2 separate regions of the Mus musculus genome follow, and region 1 is linked to region 2. A link is a contact called in public Hi-C data. All regions are on one chromosome and are shown on one strand. The core of a region is the stretch at or near the end of the contact, and the rest is flanking DNA. Distances in the headings are between cores, read along the strand shown.

The links. A called contact is a pair of places that touch in the nucleus more often than the background predicts.
Region 1: a Hi-C map of rod photoreceptor shows a contact between it and region 2, with 2.0 times the contacts expected there. The contact joins two enhancer-like sites. A contact is called at or near these places in 1 of 15 datasets of contacts at CTCF or cohesin (CD8 T cells), 14 of 484 Hi-C or Micro-C datasets (3T3-L1-derived adipocytes, the C2C12 cell line, the HPC-7 cell line and 9 more) and 1 of 115 datasets of contacts at active chromatin or transcription factors (embryonic stem cells).

What each region holds. Positions count from the first base shown.
Region 1 is chr19:54,019,697-54,022,396 of GRCm38.p6, reverse strand. The region is part of intron 4 of Shoc2 (Shoc2, leucine rich repeat scaffold protein); the gene reads right to left. Among named protein-coding and RNA genes, the nearest start is that of Adra2a, 24 kb to the left of the region's middle. Within about 2 kb of position 1,281, at least 2 of the 459 cell types and tissues checked have an H3K27ac peak or open chromatin away from gene starts, as enhancers often do. A contact at or near this core is called in rod photoreceptor, where this site is marked.
Region 2 is chr19:53,963,781-53,966,480 of GRCm38.p6, reverse strand. All of the region lies in intron 1 of Shoc2 (Shoc2, leucine rich repeat scaffold protein), which reads right to left. Among named protein-coding and RNA genes, the nearest start is that of Shoc2, 20 kb to the right of the region's middle. Within about 2 kb of position 1,345, at least 11 of the 459 cell types and tissues checked have an H3K27ac peak or open chromatin away from gene starts, as enhancers often do. A contact at or near this core is called in rod photoreceptor, where this site is marked.

The sequences.
Region 1 (2,700 bases), core at 32-2,531, 56 kb before region 2:
TGAACCATGGTTTGTTCACTGTGGAAATAATATTGTCATATAAGCTCAAGTGAAGACTAGAAGAGATAAAACAAAAAAGAGTTGCTAGTATGTACTAAGTGCTTAAAATTTAAATCCCTATACTCAAAGGGAGACCAATGGAATACCTGGAAACAGATGAAGAAGTCAAGATGAGATACTCAAAGACAAAGCTGTTGGACTACAGTTTAGAAACAACTCTGTACTGACGTGCACGTGGGATCAAGCCTGAAGCAGCTGGCCATCAGACAGTTGAAGATGGTGTCATGATGAGGTGTATGAGGTATGATGAGGTGTATGAGGTATGATGAGGTGTATGAGGTAAGATGGTGTCTGAGGCGTGCGCTGTATGAGCAGCAAGGCCAGCAGAAGGTGTGGAATAGCTGAGTGATGATGGAATGGAGCAGAAATGCAAACCTGCTTTTTATATGCACGGCTAAAAGGCTCCTCTAGACATGTCAGTTGTTAGATGAACTGGCAAACGTGATAATTAAGAACACCTTGCAGGATAGTCAATTCAAGAAAAACATTTTCAATCTATTAAAGTTTTCCTAGGTTTTTGCCATAAATGTTATTCTAACAAGAAGTTAGTCAGGCTTCCATTTTTTATGTCAACTGGGAAATGTTGGGGGCTATAGCTTCCAATCTTACATAAAATGTAACAGCTTTTGTTAACTCTAAGTAGATAATTACGTAATCCACTTTCTTCATATTTTCAGATAATATTTAATTCATCTGAAATTGGCCCCAAACCTTCCTTAATTCTTATTTCCTATTTATACAATGCCTGCCCCTCAAACTGAAGGGTTACATGGAAGAGTAATTGAAACCATGTATGCACAGCTCTTAGTTTCACATGTGCTCAATGTTTCTAAAGCTTTTTCTTTCTGTGTATATGTCTACAAGTAGAAAATGCACTCACTTTTACCAGCTCTGATTTCAAGAATAAAATGGGCCTTTACTACAAACTGCTGTCATGATTCCTGTCTCTACTCAGCTTGCACAGGTCCTAAGTGGCCTTTAATGGATCTTATTGTTTTCCCTATTGATTCCAAGTTACAAACAGAGTCACACATTTACACTGGAAAGATGCTGTTTCCAAAAAGCACATAGATGACTCTAAGTAAGACTTAATGATTTCCCATAGTTGGGCAGGCTAATCAAAGGCTTCCCCGGGGCTGAGAACAGGCACAGGTAGACATAGTCACACACCTCTCATATTCTGAAGAGAGCTGTCCTTTTTATAACCCTCTTAACCCAAGTATAAACAGGGCTTAGCACATACTCCCCTGCCCAAGACATGGGAAAGCTTCGTGGGGCCCCAGGCCCTGCTTAAGACACAGATAAAAGGTCAGCTCTCATTATGGGTTAAACAGGGAAGGGACAGGGGGGCATTTACTGTACTTTACTTTATTTGCAATATAATAAATGCTAATAGACTGACTGAGTTCAGTTATACAATATTAAATATGAAAATAAGCACCTATGTCTATATCCTAGCAGCTCAAGAATTATTAGTCTTCCTTCACTAACAATAAATCTGAATATAAAATGACATATTTTTCAAATATTTAAACTTTACAGGGACTCAGTCTTTATCTAATATGGTGACAAAATCACCCAAAAGGCATCTCCTCCAGAATCTATCTGGACACAGAGGCACACCTGTAATCTCAGCACTCAGGAAGCTAAGGCAAGGGAAAGCCACATTTGCAGGGCCAGCTTCAGCTACATAGCAAATACCAGGTCAATAGCCTACGATATGGGCTGGAAAGACGGCTCAGCAGTTAAAGAGCACTGACTGTTCTCCTAGAGCTAAGTTCAATTCCCAGCACCCACACGGTGGCTCACAGCCATCTGTAATGGGATCTGATGTCCTCTGCTGGGGTGTCTGAAGACAGCGACAGTTACGTATACAAAGAGAATAAATAAAAATTTTTGAAGGTTACAATACAAGGTCCAATCTGTAAAAGAAAAAAGTCACACTGAGAAGGACAAAAAAAAAAAAAAAAAAAAAAAAAACCCTAATTAATGTGCTAAGAGATCAATTCTGGGTGTGTTACAATTTAAAAAGTAGGTAACATTAAATAATATGAGGTCTTCCATCTGGACTATTCTGAATTATCACTATTATAGGACAAAAATCCAGACAATCTGGTTCTTAGAATTAGATCTGACACCTTGAACTGAATCATCCAGAGAGAGGTAACCTGGACCTGCATAGTATGTATTCACTGATAAGTGGATATTAGCCATAAAGTACAAAATACCCATGAGACATCCCATAGACCCAAATAAGTTAAAAAAGAAGGAAAGCCCAAATGAGGATGCTTGAAATCTCGCTTAGAAGGGGAAACAAACTTCTGACACAAACTTTGTCCTGTCTAAAAGAAATGAAATGACAAAGATGGATGGAGCAGAGATTGAGGGAACGGCCAACCAGTGACAGACCAGACTTGAGACCCATCCCATGGGCAAGCACCAATCCCTGACACTATCAATGATGCTCTGCTATGCTTGCAGACAGGAGCCTAGCATAACTGTCCATGAGAGGCTCCACCCAGCAGCTGACTGAAACAGATGCAGACCCACAGCTAAACATTGTATGGAGCTCAAGGACTCTTATGGAAGAGTTGGGAGAAGGATTGAAGGCACTGCAGAGGATAGGAACCCCACAGGAAG
Region 2 (2,700 bases), core at 96-2,595:
CCAGCTATAAACTGATGTAGGATTAACATCCAGAATATACAGAGATCTTCAAAAACTAATGAGGAAAATAAATTGCTCATTGCAATTAAAGATGCCCAGAACAAAGACGTCAACAACAAGAGCAGGACAGACATTACAGCTCTCAAGACAAGATGTTTCTCATGCTTTGTTTTATTTATTTATTTTTATTTTACTCTGTATGGCCGTTGCGAAGGGAGAGGGTGACTATGAAGGGATGGAAAGATGAGTGGGATTGGGCTGCATGATGTGAAACTCACAAAGAGTCAATCAAAAAGTTTAAAAATAAATAAATATTAACTACCCAATCAAAAAATGGGCAAGGGGTCTGAACAGAATTCTCAAAAGAAACAATAAAAATGGGTATCTTTAAAAATGTTAAATATCCTTAGCAATGTGGGAAATGCAAATTAAAGCTCCTTTGAGATTTTTATCATGCAAAGGTCAGAAAAGTGAACATCAAGGAAACAACCAACAACAAATGCTAGTGGGGATCTAGAGAAAGGCAGAAACCCACTCACTGTTGGTAGGACTACAACCTGGTATTATCAGTATGGAAATCAGTGTGGAGAATCCTCAGGAAGCTAAAAATGATCTACTACTGACCCGCTATACCAAGCTTTGGCATATAAGAGGAATTGGAGTAGGGAGGAGAGTGGAAATGATATAAAAACAATAGCATGCATGAATTTATCAAAAAATTTTAATTAAGAAAAATTAAAGTAGGATGGGGTCGTGGTGGTGGGAGAAGGATTAATGGTGTTTGCTAAGGGATAAGAGAACAGCAGTGTTAAGTGTGACCACAGTGTGCTACACACACGTATGAAACTGCTAACAAATAATCTTTAAAAGTATATACATAGAATATAAATAAAAACACTAGTAGAGAGGTAAACATTTTGGGATGGATAGATGAAGAAAGGCTCATAAAGAAACACACGTGAACTGAGTAAACCTCCTGGCAAAGAAGCAACACGGGAGCACGTGAGCAAGGCTACTACCGTGTAAGCCTGGCAAGCTGAGCTATCCCCAGAACACAGGAGGAAAAGAGCCGCCAGGGTTATGTTCTGACCTCTACACATGCACATGGGACGTGAGCTTCTATCCTCTACCACACACCATGCACACACAGTAGTAATGGTAATTCTTAGAGCAGTCAGTTCAGCTACTGCAGCTTGCAGTAGAGAAAAGGGTGCATATACTAGCATAAAACTCAGTCTTAGAGAAAGAAGAGGGTTCTTTTTTCAAGTAGATTAGAATGGACTGAGAGAAAGCATATTTATTTGGAGATACGAGCACCAGAAAGCAGTTGAGATATCGTTATCTCCAATTATACACAGTGGAAGGGCAGAAGCAAACTTAATCGTTGACAGCAAGATGATAGCTTTTGAAGAAAGAAGCAAAAAGGAACACATACAGACATAAATGAAAGGCAAATAAATTTAGCAGCTGAGGGCTAGAGAGATGGCTCAGCAGTTAAGAGCACTGACTGTTCTTCCAGAGGTCCTGAGTTCAAATCCCAGCAACCACATGGCGGTTCACAGCCATCTGTAATGGGATCCAAAGCCCTCTTCTGGTGTGTCTGACAGCTACAGTGAACTCATAAATAAAATAAATAAACCTTAAAAAGAAAATTAGCATCAGAGACATATCAACAATAATAACAATCTCCTCTAAAACTAGAGTTAGGTTCTTTCCCCAAACTGTCCTTGGTAGTAATCTATACTTTATCCCTAAATTAATTAACTTGAGAGAATTTAGAAGGCCAAGAATGGAAAAAATATATAAAGGACTAACTATACTGTACAGGCCAGACTGAAGAAGAGAGCCTTTGAAAAGACAGCAAAAGAAAGAGGGAAAAAGAAATTAGAGCACCCAATCAGAAACTGAGTGTACACCGTATTAAAAAGGTGATGATCTTTCTGAGAAACTCATTTTTTTTCTTTTTTCTTTTTTTTGTTTTGTTTGGTTTTTGTCTTTTTTTTTTTTTTTTTTTTTTTTTTTTTTTTTTTTTTTTTTTTTTTTTTGTGAGACAGGGTTTCTCTGTGTAGCCCTGGCTGTCCTGGAACTCACTCTGTAGACCAGGCTAGCCTCGAACTCAGAAATCGCCTGCTTCTGCCTTCCAAGTGCTGGGATTAAAGGTGTGCGCCACCACCGCCTGGCTCTGAGAAACTCATTTGTCTACAGTCATATACATAATACTAACAGTAGTTTATAAAAATGATAATCAAAACGACACATCATTATATATCTAGCGGAACACCTGAAGTAAAATCAAAATCACAGCCAAATGTTACCTTTAGCTGTGGTCTGAAGGTAAAAGGGTGCTGGTCCAGCCACTCTAGAACACACCATATACTGTACTGTGCACACCACATTATCTTACACCATATAACTGCAGCTCATCTTGACATTTATTCCTATGAAATTAAAACACATTGACACAAAAGTCTGTCCACCACTGCTGTTATGTATTTTAACTATGATGGCAAAACTGGGAATAACCCAAATGCCTTTTAACGACCAGTTAAATAAACCCTGATAGAGCTATACAAGGGAACACTACAGAACAATAAACAGGAGCAAACTACTGGTGTATGTAACAACCTGAATCTCAAGGGCATCATGCCTCATCAAAATGCCAATCTCAAAAAAGGGTGGCATACGCTATAATTCCATTTA